Regions from separate parts of the Mus musculus genome. Here region 2 is linked to region 1. Evidence: chromatin contacts called from public HiChIP or PLAC-seq data. All regions are on one chromosome and are shown on one strand. Each heading gives the region's core, a stretch centred on a gene start, on an enhancer-like site or on the middle of the called end of the contact. The rest is flanking DNA. Distances are from core to core; before and after follow the strand shown.

The links. HiChIP or PLAC-seq counts read pairs in DNA pulled down with a chosen protein or histone mark.
Region 2: a contact with region 1 is called in an H3K27ac HiChIP or PLAC-seq map of double positive thymocytes, with 6 times the contacts expected there. The contact joins the promoter of Spn here to the promoter of 4930451I11Rik in region 1. A contact is called at or near these places in 15 of 39 promoter capture datasets (the C10 cell line, the HPC-7 cell line, cranial neural crest and 9 more), 2 of 15 datasets of contacts at CTCF or cohesin (the NIH/3T3 cell line and pro-B cells), 8 of 484 Hi-C or Micro-C datasets (the Ba/F3 cell line, CD8 T cells, the G1E-ER4 cell line and 4 more), 21 of 115 datasets of contacts at active chromatin or transcription factors (the 230-238 cell line, acute myeloid leukemia, bone marrow-derived macrophages and 15 more) and 4 of 9 other capture datasets (adipose tissue, liver, macrophages and 1 more).

Annotation. Positions count from the first base shown.
Region 1 is chr7:126,829,274-126,835,606 of GRCm38.p6, reverse strand. 4930451I11Rik (RIKEN cDNA 4930451I11 gene) reads left to right here and starts at 4,111. Exons shown (of 4, transcript NM_183131.3): 1 at 4,111-4,196; 2 at 4,580-4,735; 3 at 4,810-4,897; 4 at 4,989-5,133. The coding sequence starts at 4,127. The coding sequence ends at 5,010. It overlaps Tlcd3b (TLC domain containing 3B), which reads right to left. Exons shown (of 5, transcript NM_029978.1): 5 at 5,388-6,333. The coding sequence ends at 6,108.
Region 2 is chr7:127,133,884-127,140,216 of GRCm38.p6, reverse strand. It overlaps Spn (sialophorin), which reads left to right and starts at 2,394. Exons shown (of 2, transcript NM_009259.5): 1 at 2,394-2,470; 2 at 2,850-6,333. The coding sequence starts at 2,884. The coding sequence ends at 4,071.

The sequences.
Region 1 (6,333 bases), core at 2,862-5,361:
TTTCATCGTTCATCCATTCCCGGTCTCATTCCCCAAGCCTGAACTATCTTCTCCCCTTGGTCTTCTTGCTTTCTAAGCACTTCGATGTGCATAGCCAAGTCTGCAGTGTTTTCTAACAGAGAATTGAGTGAACCTTCCAAGTTTTCAACCTTCCCTCCAAACTTTTTCAGAATAGTATATGTAAACACTGCAAACCAGAAAACCCCCCCGGGAACACATAGGAGACCCACTCAGCAGCAGTAGCTGCCATTTTGCCAATTTCCTTAAGCAACATTGCTAACCCCTCATAATCTGCAGTTTCCTCTGCCACAAGAAGCAGCAGAATTACCCATTATGCCTAAGCCATGTTGGGTGCCATCTGTAGACACAAATACTTGCAACCTAGTTTTAATAAGGGTCCAACCGCTCCTCTAGCCCACCACCCAGCAGAGGTAGTGGAAGAGAAAAGTTATTAGGATATGGGGGGAGTGGACATGTTCAGCAATACTTCTTTGGGGGTGAGCTCAATTTTCTTGGGCAGCAGTTCAGTCCTGTAGCAAACACCAAATAAGACTCAGCAGCTTCAGACCATTCCTCTAGGCAGGCAGACACCAGGCCTGAACCAGCAGCTACATACAGTCCAATCCTTTCAGCAAGCAGACACCAGGCAGCTAGCTGTAGTTCAATCCTGAAGAAACCGCCAGGCTCACAGAAGGGGCAAACTGCCACAGGAACCTCACAAGCAGTTCTTGGATGAGTTTCCCTCAGTGACATATTATCACAAGGTGAGCTCAACAACACTATGTAAGGCGAACCAATACATGCCTGTCTTTAGCAAAGAATATCAAGGCGGAGCAAACCAAACCAAAGCTCAGTGTCTGTCTCCCACTGTCTGTGGGGTCATATTTCTACCCCTTCACCAAGAGTCCTTTCACATGTCTGCTGTATCCAGATACTCTTTCACCCGTGTCTGCTTCAGGAAAGCAGTCTTTCATGTGTTTGATTTAGCAAGACATTCTTCACCTGTGCACCCCAGCAAACCATCATTTGGTATAACTGACTTTCCAAAGAACAGGAAGTTTCCACTTCAGGTGTACCTATTTGTGGAGACAAGTTTGCAGAGGCTGCAGGTGTATTTCCTCAGGACTTTCCACTTTGGCTTCTTTTTTGTCTTTCTTAAGCAGAGTTGGGGGGGGTGGTAAAGCTGTTTTAATATAATTCAGAAACTCATATCTGAGTACATGAGCTTCTCAAAGCAGCATCTCGAAGGGAAAAGAAGCCCAGGTGTGGGCGCTGTCCATCCAGCGGGTAGCCTATGCCTGGATTTGTCGAAGCAGGGCCTCTCATGCTCGTTTATTTCAGATGGGCTCTTGCTTTGTGTTTCTCCTGCTTTAGTCTCCAGAGCACTGGGATTACAAGGCATGTATCACCCTGCTTACCTCTCTAGGTGTTTTTGTCATCCTACAGGTCACAGACCCAGAGAGGCTAAGGACTAGGAAGGGCTTAAGGGGGATGCAAGGATCTCCCTGGGAAAGGGAAATAGACTTTTGTGGGGGCAGGTGGGGATGGGAACAGGAGTGATCAGGCGTGAGGAGGGAGGAGACGGAAGGGGAGAGTACTGAGAGAAATGACTGGAATGGGGAACGTGCAATGGAAACTCCTCTGAATCTCTAAGAGTGGTCTCCTAGTAGTGGGGGATATGGAATCTAAACTGACTATAACCAGGCAAGGCTCCCAGCAGTGGGGCTGGGGCACCAACCCAATCACAAAACCTTCAACCTACAATCTGTCCTGCCTGCAAGACAAGCTGGCGTAATTGTGGTGCAGAACTTGTGGGAGTGGCCAACCCATGACTGGTCCGATTTATGGCCCATGCTACAAGACAGAGCCCATGCCTGACGCTATGTGAATGACTAGGAACCAGGGGCATGACAGCCCAGAGACTCAGGATAGAACCAAGCACTGTGTGTGTGTGTGTGTGTGTGTGTGTGTGTGTGTGTGTGTGTGTGTGTGTGAAATGATTCCTAATGATATTCTGCTGTACTCATAAATTGGTGCCTAGCCCAACTGTCATCAGAGAGGCTTCATCCAGCAATTGATGGGAACAGGTGCAGAGACCCTCAGCCAAACACTAGGCAGAGCCAGGGGAACCCTGCAGAAGAGGGGGAGGAAGGATTGTAGGAGCCAGTGTGCTCAAGGATACCACAAGAACACAGCCCACAGAACACAGCCACAGCCCATCAGCTAAGCAGGGCACATAGGAAGTCACAGAGACTGCGATGACAATCAGGGCACATAGGAGCTCACAGAGACTGAGATGACAATCAGGGCACATAGGAGCTCACAGAGACTGTGACGAAAATTAGGGAGCCTCCATAGGTCTGTGCTAGGTCCTCTGCATGGGTGTTATGGTTGTGTCACTTGATGTTCTTATGGGATTCGCACCACTGTGGCAGCTGCCTCTGACTCTCTTGCCTGCACTTGGGACTCTTTTCCTCCTACTGGGCTGCTTCATCCAACCTTGATAGGAGGCTTATTGTATCTTGTTAGGCCATGTTCGATGAGTATCCCTGGGAGGCCAGCTCCTCTCTCTCTCTCTCTCTCTCTCTCTCTCTCTCTCTCTCTCTCTTTTAAGGGGATACAGTTGGAGTTCTTCTGGGGGAGATGAGACACAGTAGCAGGGGGACTGGGAGGAGTGAAGGGAGGAGAAATGGTCAGGATGTAATGTGTGAGAGTGAAGCTAGAGAGAGAGGACAGAAAAGATCAGGCGGAAGGGTTGGAATGTTGTGGAAATGTCTTCCAGGCATAGCTGTGGCACTCTTAGATTCTCAATAGCTGTGATTAACTGAAGAGGAGGAGGAGGAGGAGGAGGAGGAGGAGGAGGAGGAGGAGGAGGAGAAAGCTAATTCTGATGTAGAAGCACACTCCTTTAATCCCAGCATCATTTGGGAGACAGAGGCAGGTCTCTGTGATCTCCTGGCCCGAGAGAGGATCCTTTAATGAGGAGCCACCTTCAGGGCAAGTGGAGTAACAGAGTAGCCAAGAGGCTGTAAAACAAGCACGGATAGAATCAAGGAGACCCTGAAATGTCCTTGGCCCGGGTGGGCTGGAGTTCGTTTGTGATAGACAGGCCTAACTGCCAATCAGAGGCAAGCTGTCTCTTCCAACTCGAGGTGGGGCCTCCGGAGTGCAGGTCGCAATTAGGAAGTGACACGGGGAGGACTGAGGGAACTAGAGAAAAGAAACAGGGGTCGGGTGGTGGACGGTGAGGTTCACATGCCACCAATACCACCAAAAGGGAAACTGAGTCACGGTGAGGCGAGTAGACTAGGATCTTTGAATGGCCGAGAGATTAGCCTTGGAATGAGCCTGGGGAGTTCGTCTGTTGACAACACCCTCAGCCCTCTTCGCCTCCCCGCCTCCCGGTGACAGCCAGTCCCAAGAGAGGAGCCTGCCTGCCTGCCTGTAACCTGTAGAAGAGATGGTGGCACCGTCGGACCAACACTGCTGCCACCTGGTGGAAAAGTTGGCTATTTCTCTTGTGCCTCACCGTGCGCTTCCATCTCTACTGAGCGCTAAAACCAAGCCTGGAGATGGATGGGTGCAAACCCACGAACCTGGGGTTCAGAAAGGGAAGAGGACCCTCCCCCCATAGAAGAATGCACAGCCTTGGGAAGCGTTGTGTCAGCGTTCCTCGTCCCCCTGCACACTGGTTTGGGCCTCCCTCTTAGGGCTTCTGCCAATGCCACGAGCCAATCTGTGTAACTTGCTTGGCATTTTACTAAGCAATCAGTAAAGGAGTTTTATTTGATCCGAAGAACAACTGGAGATGTGTAGCCCTCCTCACCTCCCCAGTAGAGCGGTTATGCAAACACATGTCTCCTAGACCTAGCTAAGTTCTGGAACACCACAGAACTGACTGGTTCTGTAATAGAACTGAAGGCCTTGTGCACTCTGAGCAAAAGCTGTACCCCTGGCCTACACCCCAAGACCCCTCACCACTGTTGCTGTTATGGTCAGTGTCATCCTTGGGGCTCAATGGGGGCTCTTCTGCATCAGGAGCTAGAAGCACCTCATAGTCGGGCTAGCGGAATGGCTCTGGGCTGTGACATCATAGAATCCTACTCATTCATAGTCGTGGGGGGTTATGAAGCTGTGGCTGTGGGTAGCCGTAGGGGTGTGGATGTTGATGGCTGAGCTGGGGACCATAGAAACAGGTGGGGAACTGAGTTCAGGAATAGTAGGAATAAGGGAGGCTAGAGAAAGGGAGTAAACTTCATTGTGGGCAGGAGGGAGGAGGATGGCCCAGCCCCAGGCCTTAGTTTCCCCACCCCCCCCTTCCTTTCCCCTTCTTTCTTCCTTTTCTCTTTTTTCCTTCTTCCTCCCTTTTGTCTCATTTTACTTTGTCTTGAGACAAAGTGTTGCTCTATAGCCCAAACCTTCAGTCCAAACCTTTCCCCCCCATCTCAGACATGGTGGGCTTCTGATGGGAGCTCAGCCAGCCCTGGGACAAAACAATCAGAGCTCTGGGTTTGCCTGGCCTCATTGGTGGGCATGATGGCCCTTGGGCTCTTGTCACAGACTCTGCTTTGGTTTTTAGCCCCCAGAAGAGATGGAACCCGGCCCTCGGTTTCAGGAGCCAGACCCCAGCAAGTTGTAAACAGGCTTTTCTTTGATTATCCAGACTCAGACCGAGCTAGCCTTCTTGCTGTGGCCCGGTTTATTGGAGAGAAGCCTATAACGTTCGTTAAGACAGGTATGAATCAGCTTGATAGAGGGGTCTTCCTCCTGGCGGGGTCTGGAAGGACGCTGTTGTTCATTGTCTGGCAGATTCCAGTCCTGGGCTCTTCCAGAACATCCTGGTGGGGACATTAGTGGTGGCCTTCTTCTTCCTGCTTTTCCAGTTCTGCTTGCATGTGTGAGTTGTGTCTCTGTGTCCTCGCCCTACCCCTTCCAGAGGACCCAAGTCTCCTATGTGTCCCTCCTCATCTGATCTCCATACTCCTCAGGAACTTCCAGAAAGGGGCCTAATGAGATATCCAGCCAGAGCCAGCTGAGGTGAGCAGGTGAGCCAGAGACGGAGCCCTGGACCCAGCTGTGAGCCACACACATCTACCCTGCCTTCTGTTGAGAAATAAAGGTGGTGCCTCCTTCCTCCTAGACTGCAGTAGCCCTCTATGTAGCCACCCATCCCCCACCTCCTCCTTCTCCCTGACTTCGAAGTGGCCATTCACACACCCCATTCCTCCCAGGCTGCAGGCGCGCGCACACACACACACACACATACACACACACACACACACACACACACACACACACACACTTTCCCCCTTCCTCCTCAGTAGTTATGTAGTGACCCCTCCTTCTTCCTCCCCACTTCCCAGCCCCCAAAACTGGACCAAAGGGTCTTGCTGGCGTTCAGGAAGATCGTCTTTATTAGCGGTCTGTAAAAGCACCTCCCGGGGTCTGTGGCCCCCAGACTGGAGGAAGCCGCGATTGGCCTGTAGCACCAGGGACAAGCCGGGGCCGAGGGCTAAATGTGCCCCTGACAGAAGGGACTGGCCTGGCGCCTGTCCCCAGGGCTGCTCAGCGCTGGAAAGGTTGTAGGGGAGCAACTGCCTTCCTCCCCTCACCCCAACAAATTAGTTTGATATGGGTGAATAAATAAAATGGTTCCTCGGACTGGTCTCCACAGGAAGGGGCTGTGGGGGTAACTGCCCTGTCAGGGCCCAGGTGGGGGGAGTTAGGATGTCTTCTCTCTCCCGGGTGATGGGGAGCAGAGAAGGATTTGCAGCAGCAGGGCTAGGATGTCCTTGGCAGCGGGGCCACCCTTATGTCCCTTGACTCCTTGGTCCAAGTGAGCCCCATCTCCTCCCTTCCCCTTTCATTTTGTTAACACAGAGGCAAGAAGGGGTTCGTTACCCCGGTCCCCTCTCTTCCTGCCTGCCAATCTGACCTCAGCTCCCGAGGGAATATAGCTTCTCCTTATTCTAAGTCCATCTGTCTTGGGGCTGTCAAGGAAAGGGACTTCTGGCTCTCGTCCCCCCCCCCCCAACTCACACACTGATTACCCCAATGCACTGTCTCCACAGGGGCTGGAGGGGGGGGAGGGTTTCCAGGGCCTAGCCTCAGTCCTGGGTCTGACAAGGAGAGGGTGGTGGGGAGCCTCGGGGTCGGAAGAGGCGGCAGGCCCCGCGGCAAATGAGGAAGAACCAGTAGAGCTGGGGTGCGAGGAGCAGTGCGGCGCCCAGGTTGACGTGGGCCGGGATGGCCATGGGCACTGAGAGCAGGGGCAGGCCAGCGTGGCGCCCGTAGGCCCAGTACAGGTAGGGGAAGAGCAGCACCCGGCAGCAC
Region 2 (6,333 bases), core at 1,145-3,644, 310 kb before region 1:
CTGTAGAGCCCAGGCTGTCCTGGGTCTCACTCTGTAGACCAGGCTGGCTCACACACAAAGCACCCACATAGATCTACTCCCACTTACTTGGGAAAGTGCTGGGATTAAAAGTGTGTGCTGCTAGGCTTAAATTTTTTATTTTTATTTTTAAAGTTTCAGCCTCTATAGGGCTGAGATCACAGCATGTGCTGCTATGCCTGGTTGCTATAGGTAACCTTTCTTATTATGTGAGCCTCTCTGTTGACTGTTGGAAGAGGCAACCCAGGGGGTCGAAGCAACCCCCACCCATGCTTGCTGGGTGTGTCTAGAATGCCAGGCCCCCATCGCTGTCCCCCAAGCCATTTCTAGCATGGGTTACAGTATACAAGCTGTACTTTGCTAAAGGGACACAGAGTAGCTTGCTTACTTGTGCTATAAATGAAGCACCTTACTGCAAGCCTGGTATTCCTGGGTGGACCTACTGTGTGCAGGATGGAAATCCGGGCCATTTAGTGTTTCCCAGGACTCTGAAGTAAAGAATGACCAGGCAAACGAATGTGTGTGCTGCCTGCTGGCCTGTGAGCTATGCCCTGCTTCTGACCTGGATCTATAGCTAGATTAACTCAGTACTCGATGGCTACAGTCCAAGTCCAGACTCTGTCAGCAACCTGCTTTAGTCCTTTTGTTGTTGTTATAGAATTTGGGCTTATTGAGAGATTTTAAGATACTTTAAATTTCTTTCCTGTTTTGGAGATTTAAAAATATAGATCTGCAGGATCTAGGGTTAAGAGAAAGAAAAGTGTTCAGAAATAAAGACACGCCTGCGAGTGTGGGTGTGGGCCCCTCAAAGGAGAGTCACCCTGCTTCTCTTTCTTTATCATTCACAAAGCTGTTTTTACAGATAAAAACCAGTTATGAATTTTTAAAAGGAAAAGCTCTGAAACAGACATATACCATAAGAATCCGTTTCCTTAATCAAGTCAGGTGACAAGTTATTCAGAGAAGGATCACATAGATCTCCTTACTTGGGGCTTGGGGATGGCTCCGTGCGGCTCTGTGAGGTTCCATGCGGCTCGGTGTAGAGCACTTACTCAAGCAGCACTGAGGCCCTGGGATAAATCTGCATAAAACACCCCACTCAGCTAAAGACTTTTTGTTACTTTCTTTCTTAAAGATTTATTTTATTTATATGAGTACACGGTAGCAGTTTTCACACACACCCAGAAGAGGGCATCAGATCCCATTACAGATGGTTGTGAGTCACCATGTGGTTGCTGGGAATTGAACTCAGAACCTCTAGAGGAACAGTCAGTGCTCTTAACCACTGAGCCATCTCTCCAGCCCATGGTTAATTTTTTAATATAGGTCTTTCTAGAAGTTTTCTTTTCTTTTTTTTTTAATATTTATTTATTTATTGTATGTAAGTACACTGTAGCTGTCTTCAGACACTCCAGAAGAGGGCATCAGATTTCGTTAGGGATGGTTGTGAGTCACCATGTGGTTGCTGGGATTTGAACTCGGGACCTTCGGAAGAGCAGTCGGCGCTCTTAACCACTGAGCCACCATCTCACCAGCCCTAGAAGTTTTCTTTTTTAAATAAATCTATTATTATTATTATTATTATTATTATTATTATTATTATGAACAACTCTGTAGACCAGGCTGGCCTCGAACTCACAGAGATCCACATACCTCTGCTTCCTGAGTCCTGGGATTAAAGGTGTGCTCCACCACACCTGGCCGTTAAGTAAATCTTAATTTATTTTCATATTTGTATATGAGTACCTGTCTGTACCTATGTGGGTTGGTGCCCTTGGAGGCCAGAAGAGGACGTTGGATCCTCTGGATTATGGGGTGGTCGTGAGCCACCAAGCTGGAACTGAACAGGTCTCCTTCAAGGGCTCCAAACCTTTCAGCCATCGCTCTAGCTCTCCTAGTTCTCTAAGACCATAGCATGTGCAATGTTAGTACTAGCTTAAACTGGGGGCCACAGGAGTGACCTCAATTCCCTGTGGCTCTGGCAGGGTTCAGCAGCCCTAAAAACCTTTCAGGACCACGAGCAGAGTTGAGAGGTTTTCCCCGGCCCTGCAGCTTTCTTGGAGCTCTTCGGCAGGAAGTGCACCCACAGTCTCAGGGTCTCAGGTTCTGGCCAAACAGCTTGAGGAGCAAGGGAGGGAAAGGAAACGGTTCTCCCCTCCATATCTTCCACTCCACCCCTACTCCCCATCACTCATCTCTGACACTTGGACTCCAGTGAAAACCTAAGAATTCCCGTCTGGACCCCGAGCATCCTTTCATGCCTCCACTGAACCCTTGGGTCCCCACAAGCAACTATGGGAGTAGGAATGGGTGGGGCAGGATGCAGGGGTGGAGTGGGTGGAGCCAAGACCCACTTCCTTTCCCCCTGGGGCTCAGTCTGCCCCAGTCCTGACCAAGCCTCAGGAAGAACTGGAGGTACTTGCCCTGGCCCTGTGCCTTAACCATTAATCTGGTAAGAGGGTATGATCTTGCTGGGTACGGGGGTGGGGATGCTCAGAGGATGAAGGAATGTACCTATAGTTTGAAAAGATGAATAGGGTGAGGGGGTAAGGGAGTCCAGAGCCACGGGCTGGAACAATGAATGAAGGCCAGGGGGACATGGCTGCTCTGGAGTCTGAGCTGCCAAGGCCAGGGTGGGAGTCACTGGCGCCATCTGTTCCCCTGTTGTCTCTGATAATAGTGAAAGCAAGAATGGAAAAACAAAACAAAACAAAAAAAAAACGTTAAACCACAAGATGGGCTTGGCAGTTGGCAGGGAAGTGGGCAGAAGGAGTGGGGCTGGCCAAGTTTCCCTCCCCAACCGCGTTCTTCTGTAACTTCCCTACATTCAGGTCCCAACTCCTGCTCCTGCCTGTCCCTCTGGAGATGGCCTTGCACCTTCTCCTCCTCTTTGGGGCATGCTGGGTCCAGGTGGCGAGCCCAGACAGTCTGCAGAGGACGACGATGCTACCATCTACCCCACATATCACAGCTCCAAGTACCTCTGAAGCCCAGAATGCCAGCCCATCAGTTTCTGTGGGGTCAGGGACAGTGGACTCGAAGGAGACCATCAGCCCCTGGGGGCAGACCACAATCCCAGTTTCTTTGACCCCCTTGGAAACTACTGAATTGTCTTCTTTGGAGACTTCTGCTGGTGCCAGCATGAGCACCCCTGTACCTGAGCCTACTGCCTCTCAGGAAGTTTCCAGCAAGACATCAGCACTGCTTCCAGAACCATCAAATGTAGCCAGTGACCCTCCTGTCACTGCAGCCAATCCTGTGACAGACGGACCTGCAGCCAATCCTGTGACAGACGGAACTGCAGCATCTACATCTATCTCTAAAGGAACCAGTGCACCCCCCACCACTGTGACAACAAGCTCTAACGAGACCAGTGGACCCTCTGTGGCTACAACAGTAAGCTCCAAGACCAGTGGTCCCCCTGTCACCACAGCTACTGGGTCTCTGGGGCCCTCGAGTGAGATGCATGGACTCCCTGCTACCACAGCAACCAGTTCTGTGGAGAGTTCCAGTGTGGCCCGTGGCACCTCAGTTTCCAGCAGAAAAACATCCACGACGTCTACCCAAGATCCCATAACCACCAGGTCACCAAGCCAAGAATCAAGTGGCATGTTACTGGTGCCCATGCTTATTGCCTTGGTGGTGGTTTTGGCCCTCGTGGCGCTACTGCTGTTGTGGCGCCAGAGGCAAAAGCGGAGGACTGGGGCCCTGACCCTGAGCGGAGGAGGAAAACGAAATGGGGTGGTGGATGCCTGGGCTGGGCCAGCCCGGGTTCCTGATGAAGAGGCCACAACCACATCAGGGGCAGGGGGCAACAAGGGCTCTGAGGTACTGGAGACAGAAGGCTCCGGGCAGAGACCCACGCTCACTACGTTCTTCAGCAGACGGAAGTCTCGCCAGGGCTCTTTAGTACTAGAAGAGCTGAAGCCTGGGTCGGGTCCCAACCTGAAGGGGGAGGAAGAGCCGCTTGTGGGCAGTGAGGATGAAGCTGTGGAAACCCCAACTTCTGACGGTCCACAAGCCAAAGATGAGGCCGCACCTCAATCTCTATGAGCAACAGGTATTCATCCAATCTGCTCCTTAGCCCCGGATCCTGCTGTTAGCTGCCGCACACTCTGCATTTGTGAATATTTGTGGACCAAATCCGTCCATCCATCCATCCATACATTCATTTCCTTCCCCCCACCCCCCGCAACCCCCCAGCCCCGCTGTCTCCCACCTCCCCTTCCTCTGTGCTTTCTTTGGAACCAATTGCTGAATCACCATGAGGATGATCTTAGTGGACCCACATTTTCCCCGAGGATCCCCCTTGGAATTCTGGGATCCCAACAGGCCAGAAAACTCCCTAGGATGAAGCTGTGAAGCCCATGCACTCACATCCTTCTCAGCAGGGGCCCCTTCAGGAATGCCTCTCAACTACCATTTGCTTTGGGGCCAGCTTAGAGCCTGGATGGCAACATCCAGCTTGCTCTTGGGTGAACTGTGACCTGTGACTTTTCCCAGAGCACTCTGATTTGGGGCTGGCTGGAAGCTGCTGGTGGGAGCCTGCCAGAGATCCATCACTTCTCCTTGGGTTAGGGATGCGGAGAGTTCCTGGCTGGTGGTGTAGGTGTAGGTGGTATAGTCCCGCACCTACTGTGTCCACTCAGAAGTATGGTTTGTGTGCAAGATAGGACAATTTAGGTGATGGCTGCAAACAGTACTGGTGAATATAGACCATGGGAGAAAGCAGGGCAGGTGCTGGTGAGTTCCAAAAGGAGGGACCCAGGAGCTGTACCCTGTCTGCTGAAGACCTAAGTGTGTCTGCAGCCCCCAGAAGAATGCAAATGTGATGGGGACTAAATGTGCCATCAAGTGTGCGTTCTTCAGCTAAGCTGCCATATCCTTCCCTCAGAGGCTCCCTCACACCAGCTCTCACCACGCCCACACCGTGCACACACCAGTAGGCACACATGCAAGATCGGGAGAGGAGTCAGCCAAGTGCGGTGACTGGGTGGCACAAACCCCTGGTGTTGATGCTTTTCTCTACAGGCTCAGTTGTCTGTTTCCTCTTCCACCCCAAGGCTGAAGTCTTTCCCTTGTCGCAGGGTAATAAGAGAGAGTTAAATGAAAGACAGGCCCAAGGGGTGGGACATGGTTGCCAGAGAGTCCCTAAGGGTCTGAGGTACAGAGAGGGGACAGGTCACAATTGTGCTGCCTCTGACCCCGCCAGCCCAGGCACGTGGTCCAAAGGTGGTTGCTGGAGGAGATGTGCAAGAGGAAGCTGTTGAGTCAGAGGGCGCTGCCCTTGAGAACAGACTGACCTACAGAAAGAGATGTGTGCGTGCGATTGTGTGTGACCTGGATGGGAAAGGGGAAGGTGGGAGGGAGGGGATGAGGAATGGAAAGGGACATGGACCAGTTGCTACCACATCAAGCTGCCATCGTTCCCTCCTCGAGTCTGTGGGGAAGAGGGAAGGACTGAGCTGGGCACACCTGGGCCACACTGAACCCATTTCTACTGCTCACTAGGCGCTGTGTGGGCCAGCTACAACAGAGATGGCTCGAGTGAGTTGCCAGTGGCCCTTAAGGGACACAGCAACTGTTGTGGTTGTTTTTGCCAAACTGTGTGTCCTGATTTCAGGCTCAGAAGAAAATATCGCTAAGTTGAGAGGTCAATGGCTTGTTTCACTGCCACTTCTAAGGTGTTTCAGGCTGTCAGGTGCATGGAGGAAGACAAGGAAATGGGGTAGAGATGGTGGCTAGCACCCAACAGGACCTCAGCCCAGACAGGGTCAGATGTTCTGGGTGCTAAGTGGAATGACAGACAAAAGTGTCCACAAGAGGAACAAAACTAGGAAGTGGTTGGTATTCTACCTCTGAAGGAAGACAAGGAAGCTGAACGCTTGTCCCGGATCTTGGCCACATCTCTCTTCCCAGTGACTCCGGTGCCTGGCAGGCAGCAAGCACTCAGTGCATGTCCCCATGAATGAATGTATGTATGTATGTATGGATGGATGGATGGATGGATGAATGAATGAGGCATTGGCAGATAGCAGGGGAAGGCACTTAACACAAAGACTAGTAATGCAAAGTATGTAAGTGGAGCAGAGATCATGGTGGACACAGACAGGTGGACAGGTGTCCTTCAGCTCGGGAGAGAGAAAGCCCAGTGAGTAACAGATACGGAAAAGGCAAAAATAGAAGAAGGAGGAGGAGGAGGAGAAAAAGCAGGCAAACAGAAAACAGGGAGATGTAAAACAGTTTCAACTCCATCAGTTATGAAACCATAGCTTGTGTTTGTGACATCCTGGCCTCGTCTTCAGAAATGTGTAA